2 separate regions of the Sus scrofa genome follow, and region 1 is linked to region 2. Evidence: chromatin contacts called from public Hi-C data. All regions are on one chromosome and are shown on one strand. The core of a region is the stretch at or near the end of the contact, and the rest is flanking DNA. Distances in the headings are between cores, read along the strand shown.

Region 1 (7,376 bases), core at 1,676-4,175, 460 kb after region 2:
TCTGTGATGGTGTCATTTTTTTTTCTTTTTCTTTTCTTTATTTTGCTTTTTAGGGCTGCACCCATGGCATATGGAGGTTCCCAGGCTAGGGATCCAAACGGTACAGCTGCTGGCCACAACCACAGCCACAGCCACAGGATCCAAGCCGAGTCTCTGAACTACACTGCAGTTCACGGCAATGCTGGGTCCTTAAACCACTGAGCAAGGCCAGGGATTGAACCCGCAACCTCATGGTTACTAATCGGATTCATTTCCTCTGTGCCACAATGGAAACTCCTTTTCTTTTTAGGGCCGCACCTGTGGCATAGGGATGTTTCCAGGCTTGGGGTCAAATCAGAGCTGCAGCTGCCAGCCTACACCACAGCCACAGCAGCACCAGAGCTGGTACTGCAACCTACACCGCAGCTTGTGGCAAAGCTGGATCCTTTAACCCACTGAGCAAGGCCAGGGATCAAACCCAAATCCTCACTAATACCAGTCAGATTCTTAACCTGCTGAACCACAATGGGAACTCCAGTGGTGTCATTCTTGTGTCATAATGATGCAACATTTTTGGGGGAAACTTGGAACATTATTGAAATTCATTTATTTAAAGATAATTAACAATTTTTTTCACTAAGGTAATCTGTAGATATGCGTAAACATGCCTGTCTTAGACTAAGGGATAAAATGAAAAAAAACTGCAATCAGAGCTTTTGCACTACTAAAAATAGCTCATATTAAATTTAGACACTTGCATTATGGCTTATTTCAAACACACTGCTAGTGATTATAAGGAAACAAAATCACAACTTGAATAACTGCTATGCCAGAACATTCATTCTACCCAGTAACAGAATACTTGAGTTAGACTAACAGGACAAGTTCTTCAATAAGAGCAGCACTTACTGTTCAAGAGTAATTGTCAGTTTATCTCCCTTACAGTAGATGGATTCAGAGAGACAGTCAAACAGAGGCTAAGATGTATTACTGAGGAGAACACAACTGGAGATGGTGCCATGGAATAAATTGTTTCAGTATTAACTAAAGAAAGCATTTGGTGAAAAGTTAGACATATGGCTTAAACATTCATATTTTTATCAAAAATTTTCACCCTTCCTTCCTTCATTCTTTCTTTTTTGGTGACACATGGAGTTCCTGGCCAGGGATTAGATCTGAGTCGCAGTTGCTACCTACACTGCACCCAGATCCTTTAACCCACTGTGCTGGGCTCTGGATCGAAGCTTTGTCCTGAAGCTGCAAAGACTCTGCTGATCCCACTGCAGCAAAGCAGGAACTCCCAGAATTTTCTTTTTAGTGCTCTGAGCCATAAAGTGATCTACTGAGCTAGGTCTAATCACACATCAGTTTTCAGAGATTCAAATCTGGGAAGCAAATAAATGGGGGGGGGTGTAAAAAAAAAGACTGAGTATTAAAAAACAAAAATGCTTAAATAACTATCATTTTAATGTAACCTAACTTGTAACCTTTTTATTCCTTAAGAAAAAACATCATTTTGAAAGTGTTGCCAGAAATATCAGTTAGTGAAAATAAAGTTCTCTTGCAAGTGGCTCTCTTAGTGGTCCTACAAGAATTTAAGAACAAAGCTCTGTTTTTAGTCCATATCACCCACAAAATTGTATCAACAATATTGTTCCTTATCATGAACACAATGAAACTTTTACTCCTATGGTGGCTGTAAAATGAGAGAAATTATGTTAGCATGTGAAGTCTATTTTACTTTCACCATCACAAAACCTTCTACTCTAAAACTCCCCATTTTATTCTTTAAGAATGACTCAGGGAATTCCCGTCTTAGTGCAGCAAAACAAATCTGACTAGGAACCATGAGGCTGAGGGTTCGATACCCAGCCTCGCTCAGTTGGTTAAGGATCCTGCGTTGCGGTCACCTGCGGTGTAGATTGCAGACCTGCGTGGCTCGGATCTGGCATTGCCGTGACTCTGGCATAGGTCCGCAGCAACAGCTCCGATTCCACCCCTAGCCTGGGAACCTCCATATGCTGCGGGTGAGGCCCTAAAGACAAAAAAAAAAAAAAAAAAAAAAAAGAAAGAAAAAGAAAAAATTACTCAGACTCACAGGAATAAATTTGATACCTAATTTTCATTTTGTCCTTCCTTCTTCAATATTTTGATTAGAAAGCCAGAATTATTTGGCAAGAGATGTAAAACTACTTAAAATTAGGGTTTATATGTAGTATTATATGTAGTATTCATTTTTTAAAATAATGCACCTTTGATTTAAACAGATCAAAAGTGAAGTGCACCAAGTGCAGCCTTAGCTTCTGCATACTATTCCTGGGGAGGACGGAGGATCAAAGCGAGACCTGATTATCTCTCCTTCACCAGGCCATTTAGTGGCATCTCTACATGGTGGATAATGTGAATTGGTATTCACCAGTTCCATTCCATCTACCTTTTGGCTGGGGATGTGGCAACTACACTTCCCATATTCCCTTTAAGTTATGTTCTTGTGTGAGTGAGGATTTTGAGACGTGGAGCTGGAAGTGAGGCACGGGTTTTCTACCTTCCCCGTCAGCTCTTTCTACCAGGAAGCGGAGTCGTGGATATGTTAAGGTTTTTCTACACAGTTCGCCAGTATTCCTTCTCCATCCTGGGGGACTAGAGGTTATTACAGCAACTGCAGCAACAGCACCCACTGGCTTTCCATGCCTGGATCATCGCTAACGGGCGTCTTGAGATCCTTCTCCTACCGAACTGCGGCGTGGCCCGCAGAGAGCACCTGGAGTCAGAGCCGGACTTCAGTTACAAGCAGCCACGCAGAACCAAGGCAGGGCCCACCCAACACGCTCAGACCCCCGCCCCCTCTAGCGGCCCAGCAGTCCGCCCGCGCCGCAGTAGCCAGCTCACCCCGCCGCCCGCAGCCGGCTCTGAAAGCGCCGGGAGCAGCCAGTCGCGTCACGGACCGTCTCGAGCTTCCATTGGCCAGCTCGCGTCACATGCGGAAGCGCGCAGCGGCGATTGGTGCGGCGCGAGGCGTCGGGGGGCGCCGGCACAGCGGAGGAGCGTCGCTTCATCTCCGAGCGCCTGGCTGCGGTGAGTGGCGGGCGGGCTGGGGGATTGCGGCGTTGCGGTTGCCGTGGGGGCGGCGGAGCCTCCGGAACGCCCTGGCGTTCGGTTGAGGCTGGGATCAGCCAGGCCAGCAGCCCGGGGCGAGTGGGGCGGGGCCGGCGGGGAGGCTGCAAAACTGACCCGCTCTCCGGCTGCGAGGGCTCCGGATGCCGATGCCGAGCAGGGCTGGAGGCGCGCGACCTGCGGTTAACACAGCTGCGCCAGAGACTCCAGCTGCGTCCTTAACGTCCGGTTCCTCACGTGGTGAGTGTTGGAGGATACCTCCATGAGCGGGATTGGCCTGGGTTTTGGAGCTGCAGCGCAGGGGCGCGAGAGACCGCCCTCGGCTTCCGCCGGCCCCCGCCCAGGACCCGACCTGATCTCTAGAAGCTGAATGTGGGCATTCTCCTGTAGAAGCTCCAGTTTTCTAAGTGTTAGGAACTAATTCGAAGTAAATAAGTAAACACAGTGGGAGCCAGACCATCACTTTGTGACTCTGACGTGGACCTAATTCTGCTCCTAATTTGTGCAGTGCTCTTGACCAAGTCACCTCTCCGTAGGATGGACGTTTTCAACATGAGTAATAGTGCTCATATTTGGGGGGGGGGGGGGGCGCGGCAAAAGGTTTGTTCTTTCCAAAGGGCCACAGAACATGAGCAGATGCACCCACTATCTGTGGCGTTAAAATGTTAATGGAAGCTGAGAAAATGTCTAAAGGGCTCCTAGGGAAAACGGGGAAAAAAGATGAGAAACACTGCTTTAAGGGAAGAGAAACATTTCCGTGATAGTTGTATGTATTAAAAGATTAAAACAAACTGGCGTTCATAGACTGAGTTGGAAGAATGTCAGAGGCCATCTAACTATTAGAAAAGTTTTGTGACATCACACAGATACACTCGTAATTTTACTTGGTCTCTAAAACAAACTGGCATTCCACTTTATATAATGAGAAAATCGAGGGTCTTCCTGCAGTCAGAGCTATTAAATTGAAGACCTGGAATTTAAACTCAAGTCTCTGTGGCTACAAACCAGGGATCAAACCCGCAACCTCGTGGTTCCTAGTCGGATTCGTTTCTGCCGTGCCAGAACGGGAACTCCAAGATCTTGCCTTTTATTCTTTTCTTTTCTTTTTTTTTTTTTTTTTTTTTTTTTTTTTTGTCTTTTTGGCTTTTATGGGGCCGATCCCGCGGCATAAGGAGGTTCCCAAGCTAGGGGTCGAATCAGAGCTGTAGCCACCAGCCTACGCCAGAGCCACAGCAACACGGGATGGGAGCAGCGTCTGCAACCTACACCACAGCTTAGGGCAACGCCAGATCCTTAACCCACTGAGCAAGGGCAGGGATGGAACCTGCAACCTCATGGTTCCCAGTCGGACTCGTTAACCACTGCACCACAACAGGAACTCCATTGCCATTTTTTTAAGTTCTCTTTTTTTTTTTTTCTCGGTAGTGTTCTGCAGTTTTCAGTATACAGCCTTTTCACATCTTTTGTCAGATGTAGCCCTAAATATTTAATACTTTTTGATACTGTTATAAATGTGTTTTCTAATTTTAGTTTTATAATTTATGGTTATTGTATAAAATATTAGTTTTTGAGTGTTAATTATATACACTGTAACCTTAACTTACTCCTAGTAGATTTTTTTAAATAAATTGCATCAGATGTTCTACATAGAGGATATGTCACCTCCGTATAAAGATAATCTTGTCTCCATACTGTATTGAGTAAAAGTGGTGAGACTAGACATACTTGTCTCAGTGGGGGAAATACCTTGAATTGAATGAACTTTCAACATATCAAAAACTTGTAGGCCACCTAAAGCAGTGCTGAAAGAGGATGCAAGGCTGGTTTAATATTTGAAAATTAGTTAATGTAACTCACCAAATTAACAGGTTTATGAGACAAAAGTCACACGGTTGTATCAGTTGATGCAGAGAAAGTATTGGACACAATTCAACACTGACTCATTATTTTAAAAACTCTAAGAAAGTTACAAATAGAGGGGGAACTGCCTCAACTTGAAAAGAATATTTTTTTTCTTATTTATTTTATTCTATTCTGTTCTATCCTATTTTATTTTTTTTTTTTTTTTTTTTTTTTAATTTTATTTTCCCACTGTACAGCAAGGGGGTCAGGTTATCCTTACATGTATACATTACAATTACAGTTTTTCCCCCACCATTTCTTCTGTTGCAACATGAGTATCTAGACATAGTTCTCAATGCTATTCAGCGGGATCTCCTTGTAAATCTATTCTACGTTGTGACTGATAAGCCCAAGCTCCCGATCCCTCCCACTCCCTCCCCCTCCCATCAGGCAACCACAAGTCTCTTCTCCAAGTCCATGATTGATTTTCTTTTCTGAGGAGATGTTCATTTGTGCTGGATATTAGATTCCAGTTATAAGTGATGTCATATGGTATTTGTCTTTGTCTTTCTGGCTCATTTCACTCAGTATGAGATTCTCTAGTTCCATCCATGTTGCTGCAAATGGCATGATGTCATCCTTTTTTATGGCTGAGTAGTATTCCATCGTGTATATATACCACATCTTCCGAATCCAATCCTCTGTCGATGGACATTTGGATTGTTTCCATGTCCTGGCTATTGTGAATAGTGCTGCAATGAACATGCGGGTGCATGTGTCTCTTTTAAGTAGAGCTTTGTCCGGATAGATGCCCAAGAGTGGGATTGCAGGGTCATATGGAAGTTCTATGTATAGATTTCTAAGGTATCTCCAAACTGTTCTCCATAGTGGCTGTACCAGTTTACATTCCCACCAGCAGTGCAGGAGGGTTCCCTTTTCTCCACAGCCCCTCCAGCACTTGTTACTTGTGGATTTATTAATGATGGCCATTCTGACTGGTGTGAGGTGGTATCTCATGGTAGTTTTGATTTGCATTTCTCTTATAATCAGCGATGTTGAGCATTTTTTCATGTGTTTGTTGGCCATCTGTATATCTTCCTTGGAGAAATGTCTATTCAGGTCTTTTGCCCATTTTTCCATTGATTGATTGGTTTTTTTGCTGTTGAGTTGTATAGGTTGCTTGTATATTCTAGAGATTAAGCCCTTGTCAGTTGCATCATTTGAAACTATTTTCTCCCATTCTGAAAGTTGTCTTTTTGTTTTCTTTTTGGTTTCCTTTGCTGTGCAAAAGCTTTTCAGTTTGATGAGGTCCCATGGGTTTATTTTTGCTCTAGTTTCTATTGTATCCTATTTTATTTTAACTTTTTTTTTTTTCAGGGGCGCACCTGCGGCATATGGAAGTTCTGAATCAGAGCTGCAGCTGCCTGCCTACACCACAGCCACAGCAACACAGGATCCAAGCCACGTCTGCAACCTAGACCACAGCTCACAGCAATGCGGGATCCTTAACCTACTGAGTGAGGCCAGGGATCGAATCCACATCCTCATGGATACTAGTTGGATTTGTTTCCACTGCACCACAATAGGAACTCCTATTTTTTTTTTTCTTATAGACCTCATAGAATTAAGTTTTACATTTAGTTTAAGCATAGAGAAATACATGTTTTTGTTCATTTGTTTTTTGTCTTTTTATGGGCCACATTTGAGGCATATGGAAGTTCCCAAGCTAGGGGTCAAATTGGAGCTGCAGCTGCCAGGCTATACGATATAACCACAGCAATGCAGGATCCAAGCTTGCAGCAACACTGGATCTGCAAACCCACTGAGAAAGACCAGGGATTGAACTCACATCTTCATGGATACTAGTCAGGTTCTTAACCCTCTGAGCCACAGTGGAAGCACCCGAAAAAGACATTTTTTGTATACTAATCTTGTATCCTGTGAACTTGCCAAACTTGTTTATTCTGATAGGTGTGGATTCCTTAAAATTTTCTAAATACGACATCACATCTGCAAATAGAAATTCTTTTATTTCCTCCTTTCCAATTTGGAAGTCTTTTTTTTTTTTTTTTTCCTTCCTTATTGCACTGACTGGAACCCCCATTACATTGTTGAACAGAAGTGGTGAGAGTACCACTCATCTTGTTCCTGATCTTAGGAGAAAGCCCTCGGTCTTTCATTATTGCTTATGGTGTTAGTTGTGGGTTTTTCATAGATGCCCTTTGTCAGTATGAGGAAATCCCTTGTAATGCTAGTTTATTAAGTGTTTTTAATCTTGAGAGGATGTTGGTTTTGGTCAAGTGCTTTTTATGTTCTGTTGAGATAATGTGGGTTTTTTTATTTTATTACACCCACATGAGGTATTTCATTGATTTTGAATGTCACACAAAACTCACATTCCTCAGATAAATTCAACTTGATAATGGTGTATATATTTTTCT
Region 2 (7,345 bases), core at 934-3,433:
CAGGCTTCAGTCGGCTCTGCACCTGCTGTATGCGGCTGCTCCTTTACAGAGGTTTTTCTAGAAAAAAGAACACATACGATTGGAGGTAAGTAAAAACACTACTTCCAAACTCCTAAGAGTTCTGAGTTTATAAATACTTCATTTTATGAGACATTAATCTTTTTTTTTAAACATCTTATTGAAGCATATTATAGTATTAAACTCATTTAAAAAACCAGTACTGTAGTTCCCATTGTGGCTCAGCGGAAATGAATCTGACTAGTATCCCTGAGGACGCAGGTTTGATCCCTGGCCTTTCTCAGCAGGTTAAGGATCCAGTGTTGCCATGGGCTGTGATGTAGGTCACAGACGCGGCTCGGATCTGGGGTGGCTGTGGCTGTGGTCAGTAACTACAGCTCCAATTTGACTCCTAGCCTGGGAAGCTCCACATACTGCAGGAGGAGCCCTAAAAAGACAAAAAAAAAAAAAAATAAATAAATAAAAATAAAAAAAAAAAAGAAAGCAATTACTGCAGAACTCTGGGACAGAAGTCATGAAAGTATCTCCTTCCAGAAGATGCTCCTAGAGCAAGGCTTTAAACTTAGGAGTGACCACACAACCTCAGGACAGCAAGAATTAGGGAAAATAGGCATTTCACAGTTGGAACTAAATAGCAAGGAGGCATTTCGCAGGCTGTAACAGACCTATTGCTTTTAAAGTCTCCTCAGTGATTATCTGACACTAAGGCCACTGGTCTACTACATTATAGAGTGTCTGCTATTTCAGGGTCTGGTCCATGAAACCTGTCACTGGTGGGAAAATGATAAAGGGGAGCCTCAGGTAGTGAAACCACTTTGAGGGGGTCAGAGTCAGAACTACCTGTTAAGGAACTCTATCTACTCCCTAAAAGGGAGCTCCAGTGAGGGTCTCCGCTTACAACGCAGCCCTATTTCTCCCAGAAAAGCAGTAATCCCAGCGAGTCGTGGGGTCAATCTGCCACCTTTCTAACTTTCTCAGAATTAGGACTCCACTCCTTATGAACAACTGCAAGTCTGGAGAGTTATTTTCTAAGTTAATTAAAGATACCAATGCGATTAAAGCTGAGAGAGCAGGAGATCATTTCTAAAACTTGGTGACTACACCCAGCACACAGTCTAGTTCCTTTCTCCATTTGGGACAAATGGCTTCTGCTCACCATCCTCCCTCCCAGATGCACCCCGACGTCTACTGCCTGCCTACTCTTCAGTCTGCAGCCACCTCCGCCAGGGCACCGGTCCCACCTTTGGGTGACTGCCCCTGGGACCAGGACGAGACTCTTGGGGTGGCCACACCCCAGGGATGAGACCTCCTCTGGTGACCGTCTCTCAAGGGACTGGATGTGGCTTCCTTGAGGGGATGATACCCCAAGGTCAGGCTGAGGTCTCCTCGGGGTGACCAGCTCCTGGGGATGGACGCGGATTCCTCAGGTGACTGACTCCTGGAGACGGGAAGGGGCCTTCTCTGGGTGACCAGTCCACGGGGGCGCGAGAGGGCCTCCTTGGAATGACCGGCGCAGGGGATGACAATGGGGCTTTCTTATGGCCATCGGCGACGGGCCGGGCCTCCTCCTCGAGGCGACCAGCTTTCAGGATGAGAACTCTTCAGGGTGATCGGATCCCGAGGACACAACGTGGCCTCCTCGGGGTGAGCGGTTCGCAGCGGGGCCGGGAAAGGGATTGTCCGACTGGCTTCCGCGGACAAGACCGTCTGGGGTGACCGTACCCCAGGGATGCGAGGAGGCTTCCCCGGTGACAGCTCTAGGGGTCATAAAGCGGAGGAGGTGAGGCCGCCGCCCCGAGGCCTCCCGGAAGCTCGCGCAGACCCCGCGCACCGCCTGGGCCGGGCGCCCCTCCCGCGGGCCGGGGATCGTGTGGGTAGGGGTCTCAGGCTCCGGCTGCCCGCCCCGCCCCGCGGCACCGCCTCTTCCGCCGGCCCGCGGACGTCAGCCGTCGCCGCCCCGCCCCGCCCCGCCCCGCCGCTGCCGCCGCCGCCGCCCGCGCGAGGCCGCCTCCGCCTGGCCTGGGCCTGGAGCGGCGCACGGCGCAGGTCCCTCCCCGCCATGGCCCTGGGAGGCGGCAGCACATGGCGGCCGCAGCGGCCATGAGCGCGCCCGCGGCCCGGCCCGGCCCCCCCTAGAGCCCGCCCCCGGCCCCGGCCCCGGCTCGCGCCACGGCCCCGCCGCCCCCGGCCCCGCCGCCCCGCCGCCCCGCGCCCGCCGCCGCCGCCGCCATGGGCGTGCAGGGCTTCCAGGACTACATCGAGAAGCACTGCCCGAGCGCCGTGGTGCCGGTGGAGCTGCAGAAGCTGGCCCGGGGCAGCCTGGTGGGCGGCGGGCGGCAGCGGCCCCCGCACACGCCGCTGCGCCTGCTGGTGGACGCCGACAACTGCCTGCACCGCCTCTACGGCGGCTTCTACACCGACTGGGTGAGCGGCGGCCAGTGGAACCACATGCTCGGCTACCTGGCCGCGCTAGCCAAGGCCTGCTTCGGCGGCAACATCGAGCTCTTCGTCTTCTTCAACGGCGCGCTCGAGAAGGCGCGGCTGCACGAATGGGTCAAGCGGCAGGGCAACGAGCGCCAGACGGCGCAGCAGATCGTCAGCCATGTCCAGAACAAGGGCACCCCGCCGCCCAAGGTCTGGTTCCTGCCACCCGTCTGCATGGCGCACTGCATCCGCCTGGCGCTCATCCGCTTCCACGTCAAGGTGCGGCCCGCTGAGAGGGCGGGCGGGCTGGCCGGGGTCGGTAGGGGCCGACGGGCCGGCCAGGGGCAGGGTTGGAAGCCCGGGCCGGCCGGGGTCGCTTCAATTCAGGGTCAGGGTGGGCCGGGATCTGGAGTCCGCGGTCAGAGTTGGACTGGAGTCTGGAGTGGGCGGGTGGTCTGGGGTCCGGGCCTGGGTCTGAGTCTGGAGCCCGGGGCCGAGTCCGAGTCTGGAATCTGCGTTTGGGCCGGGGTTGGGATCTGGGGTCTCTGCGGGCCAGGAGCTGAAGTTGGAGCCGGGCTGGGGCCGGGGCCCCGGTGGGGGTCTGGGCCCCGGGGACCGCAGGTTCCTCTCCCCTCCTGGTCTGTCTGACGGACCTGCTGCAAAATGGACGCGCGGCCTGGAGTCCGGCCGGCGGCTGCGAGTGCCCGGGATCTGGGGGCCTGGGTTGCCCCAGGCGGTAGCTGCAAGCTCGGAGGGCACAGTGCCGCCCTTGCTGAGATCCCGCGTATTCCTCCACTCTTTAAAGCTCCTAACGTCAACTTTCATGAGACATTCGTTTTCGAATTTCGCAAGACTTGAACAGCAACAGGTTTTTTTGTGGGAGCAGGTGGGCTGGCTGGCAACAGGAAGGGGTCTCCATCCATTGAGGGTGGATTGAAGTTCTGCCTACTGCGGTCACTCCGGCTCAGCTGGGGGCAGTGACCTGGGCAAGGCCTGAGGAATTGGTCTCTTCTTGAGAACTCAGGCCTGGGTCCAGGTTCCCTGTAAGATGGTAGTTTTTCGAGAAATTGGTTTTTGTGTGCATTAGATTTCAAAGAGCCATAAAGTTTGACATGGAATTCTGTTAGTTCTGTACTGAGAGTCTGCGTGAAAAAGTCTTTGGTTCTGTGTATGTGATGTGAAACGAGTAGCTTAAAAGTCAGGGCGAAGAGAATGTGAATCAGAGTTTCCAGGATTTATTTCTCTGCACAGTGAAGAGTCTGCCACTTTGGGCTGTGCACTCAGGTAATCAGAGCTTCGACTGTCCAGCACTCTGCTGTCCATTTGGCAGAAGGCTCCTCCCTGAACTCAGGCCAAGGAGTGCTTCAGGACCCAGCAGTGATGGCAGAGATTACATGCAAATCAATGACCCTTGACTTGAGTTTCGATTGCTTCCTTTTCCACAGTGGTTCTTTTAAAAATTTTGGGGGGGGCTGTTTTGGTTTTCTGACTGCTGCCACTCTGCCTTCCAATGTGTTTGTCCTTCCTTTATTTCTGCTTGAAACTGTGCCTGATCCCAAAGTTTGTGAAATTCGAACTTCCTGACTGCTCTGCCTGTGCTGAGATGGTGGGGGTTAAGCCTAAAGTGATAGCGGAAGTCCCACCCGCCTCCTGTTGCAATTGGTGACAGGGCTGCTAAGTCTGCCGGTTGAGGCTGCTGCGAGAGCGTGGATTGGCCTGTGAGTGTGGCAGAGACCTAGCCTGCGTCCCTGGGGAAGTTCGGGTGAGAGCCGGGGACTGCCGCTGCTCTGCCCTGGAGCCTGTGCTCCCTGGAAAGTAAAACAGTACTGATTCCCAGGTGTGGTCCACCTTCAGATGATACCTTAAGAGGGTTAACAGTTGTCCAGAGATGGAAATTACTATTGAAAAGACTACGAGCTGTCTAGTAACGTGGCTTTCAGAAGAACACCTGAAATATTACTTAGGATTAGATTCAGTGTGTATACATGGTCGCTGTATCTGTTGAAAGGATGGCTGAATTCTTTTTTTTTTTTTTTTTTTTAATCTTTCCTAGGGCTGCTCCCTCGGCATATGGAGGTTCCCAGGCTAGGGATCTAACCTGAGCTGTAGCCGCCGGCCGATGCCAGAGCCACAGCAACGCGGGATCCAAGCCACGTCTGCAACCTACACCACAGCTCACAGCAACGCCGGATCCCCAACCCACTGAACAATGCCAGGGATCAAACCCGCAACCTCATCGTTCCTAGTTGGATTTGTCAACCACTGAGCCACGACGGGAACTCCCTGAATTCTTTTTTCATTGTAAAATTAGATTGTAAAATTTCTTGATATTTGTGCCTCTGCTCACTGCTCACTTTTACCTACTAAGTGCTCAGAATTTTGACCAGATCTTCCACTTAGGTTTCTGAATTCAAGGTAATTTTGTCTACAATTATTTTGCTTCAGATAGGCTTTTAACTTCTGATGTAGAATTACAATGTAGTACAGTTGTACACTTTAATATAGCAAGGACTCAATTCCCTGGTGGACACTTACCTGGCAGCTCACCTTTTTGGAAAATGCCAAAGAAATTTAAATGAAAGGTCAGGAAGTTTTGGTATTGTGACCCCAAAAGAAAAAAAAAGGCTTTCTCTTTTCTCATTGAAAAATCAGATTTTCTCCCTGTAGACTTCTCTTTCCTTTGGAGATGTAATTCTGATAAACTTAGTTATCTATTTCTAAACGCAGCTTGAGAGAAGGGTGCAGAGGAAAGTCTGCCAGAGGTAGGCGCACCATTAATAGCAAGAAGTGACACTTCACAAGGGAGAAGATAGAAAAAGCTATAAAAAGCACACATAATTCTGGAGCTCCTTGAGAAGAAAGAAAACAACCCTATGTACTTCAGTAGCCCCTGAGGGTGTGGATTCGATGTGTATAAGGATTTTCTTTTTTCTTTTTTTCTTTTTTTTTTTTTTTGTCTTTTTGGCATTTCTTGGGCCGCTCCCGCAGCATATGGAGGTTCCCAGGCTAGAGGTCTACTTGGAGCTGTAGCTGCCAGCCTCCGCCAGAGCCACAGCAACACGGGATCCGAGCCGCGTCTGCAACCTACACCACAGCTCACGGCAACGCCGGATCGTCAACCCACTGAGCAAGGGCAGGGTTCGAACCCGCAACCTCATGGTTCCTAGTCGGATTCGTTAACCACTGCGCCACAATGGGAACTCCATGTATAGGGATTTTCTATAAGGATGATTTAGAGCTGGAATATTTTAGATTCAGCATTCTCTAAGTGAATGTGAGTGAAGCAGTATGTTCTGTTTTTAAAAGATGACCATTAAAATGGTTAAGTGAATTAAAACCATGGTGGCATATTACTCACTACATACTTGTTAGAATGGCTGAAATACATAATACTGGCAATACCAAGTTAGCTAGCAAGAATGCTGAGCAATCGGAATCATCCCACATGGCTGGTGGGAATGCAAGATGGCATGCCACCCTGAAAACTGCTCCTTTGGTTTCTAAGAAAGTTAATGATGCATTTACCATGTGATCCAGCAGTTATACTATTTTCCTAAAGGAACTGTTGTTCACACAAAAACTTACTTAAATGTTCATAGCAGTTTTATTTATAATAGCTCAAACTGGAAATAACCAAAATATCCTTTAATAGGTGAATAGTTAAGCTATGGTACCATGCAAAACTATTCAACAATAAAAAGGGAGAATACACACAACTTGGATGAGGCTTGTTTTGTTTTGTTTTGTTTTAGGGCCACACCCATGGCATATGGAAGTTCCCAGGCTAGGGGTCAAATCAGAGCTGCAGCTGCCAGCCTACACCACAGCCACAGCAACACCAGATCTGAGCCGAGTCTGCCACCTACATGGCAGCTCATGGCAATACCAGATCCTTAACCCACTGAACAAGGCCAGGAATCAAAACAGTGTCCTCATGGATGCCAGTCAGGTTCGTTAATCACTGAGCCACGATGGGAACTCCTGTATTGGCCTTTTCTAGGGTTCTGTAAAGTGGCAGAAGGGCTTAATTTTCTGTCAGTTTTATTTAATCTTTTTTTTTTTTAATTTTTTAATTTTTTTAATACTTATTTCCCCAATACAGTTTTTTTCCTACTGTACAGCATGGTGACCTAGTTACACATACATGTACATGTTCTATTTTCGCACATTATCATGCTCCATCATAAGTGACTAGACATAGTTCCCAGTGCTACACAGAGAAATCTTTTTTAACTTAGAAGAGTGTGTCTTTTCGAGAGAAATAATCATGTTTATTTAGCCATTGGTAGTTGGCCCACGCAGCAGCTAATTTTGTTCAGGTCACTAAACTGCCTGGCCTGGACCCGGCTTTTCTTAGTTACCAGGAGCATTCCCTCTTGTGTGCCTGGAGTCATCATAACTTTTGAGACGTGGTGAGGGACTTATGTTTATTTAAAAATCTTGGTGGCATTAAATCCTTGGAGCTTTCCTAAATATTTCTGCCTTAAGACTTGTGGTGTTGGTGTGCAGGTTTATAATGAAGTCCTTCAGATCTTATCGCGAATCCATGCTCTCATATATTTACTCAGTTCTTACCGGAATTCATGCTTTAAGGCACTGGGAGAACGTGAGGTTAGACTGTAGCCTGAGATTTGGGGATGATGATCTCTGTCTTTGGGAACCTGATAGAGGTAGGGAGGCTGACTTGTAGGCTGCTGGTCCCTTGCCAGGTCCTCTGTCACAGTGCTGTCTCATTTAGCCCTCAGTGTTGTTAACCCATTTTACATGGGAAGAAATGAGATTGCTGATTGAGCAACATCTGGGGCCAAGTAACTGGTAACCTCGGTAACCTCTTCCAGAGGGAAGTGCTGAGCTGAAGTCAAAGTTCAGTTTCATTGTGTAAGAATGCTATGGGGCTGTGCCT

The links. Hi-C and Micro-C count contacts between places; a contact is called where the count stands out from the background.
Region 1: a Hi-C map of liver shows a contact between it and region 2, with 4 times the contacts expected there. The contact joins the promoter of PTPDC1 here to the promoter of FAM120A in region 2. A contact is called at or near these places in 1 of 5 promoter capture datasets (fetal liver), 1 of 47 Hi-C or Micro-C datasets (liver) and 1 of 2 datasets of contacts at active chromatin or transcription factors (alveolar macrophages).

Annotation. Positions count from the first base shown.
Region 1 is chr3:43,318,466-43,325,841 of Sscrofa11.1, forward strand. It overlaps PTPDC1 (protein tyrosine phosphatase domain-containing protein 1), which reads left to right and starts at 2,926. Exons shown (of 10, transcript XR_002342485.1): 1 at 2,926-3,054.
Region 2 is chr3:42,859,411-42,866,755 of Sscrofa11.1, forward strand. FAM120A (constitutive coactivator of PPAR-gamma-like protein 1) reads left to right here and starts at 2,184. Exons shown (of 19, transcript XM_021088177.1): 1 at 2,184-2,721. The coding sequence starts at 2,248. It overlaps LOC102158199 (a long non-coding RNA gene), which reads right to left and starts at 1,951. Exons shown (of 2, transcript XR_302257.2): 1 at 1,260-1,951; 2 at 1-57.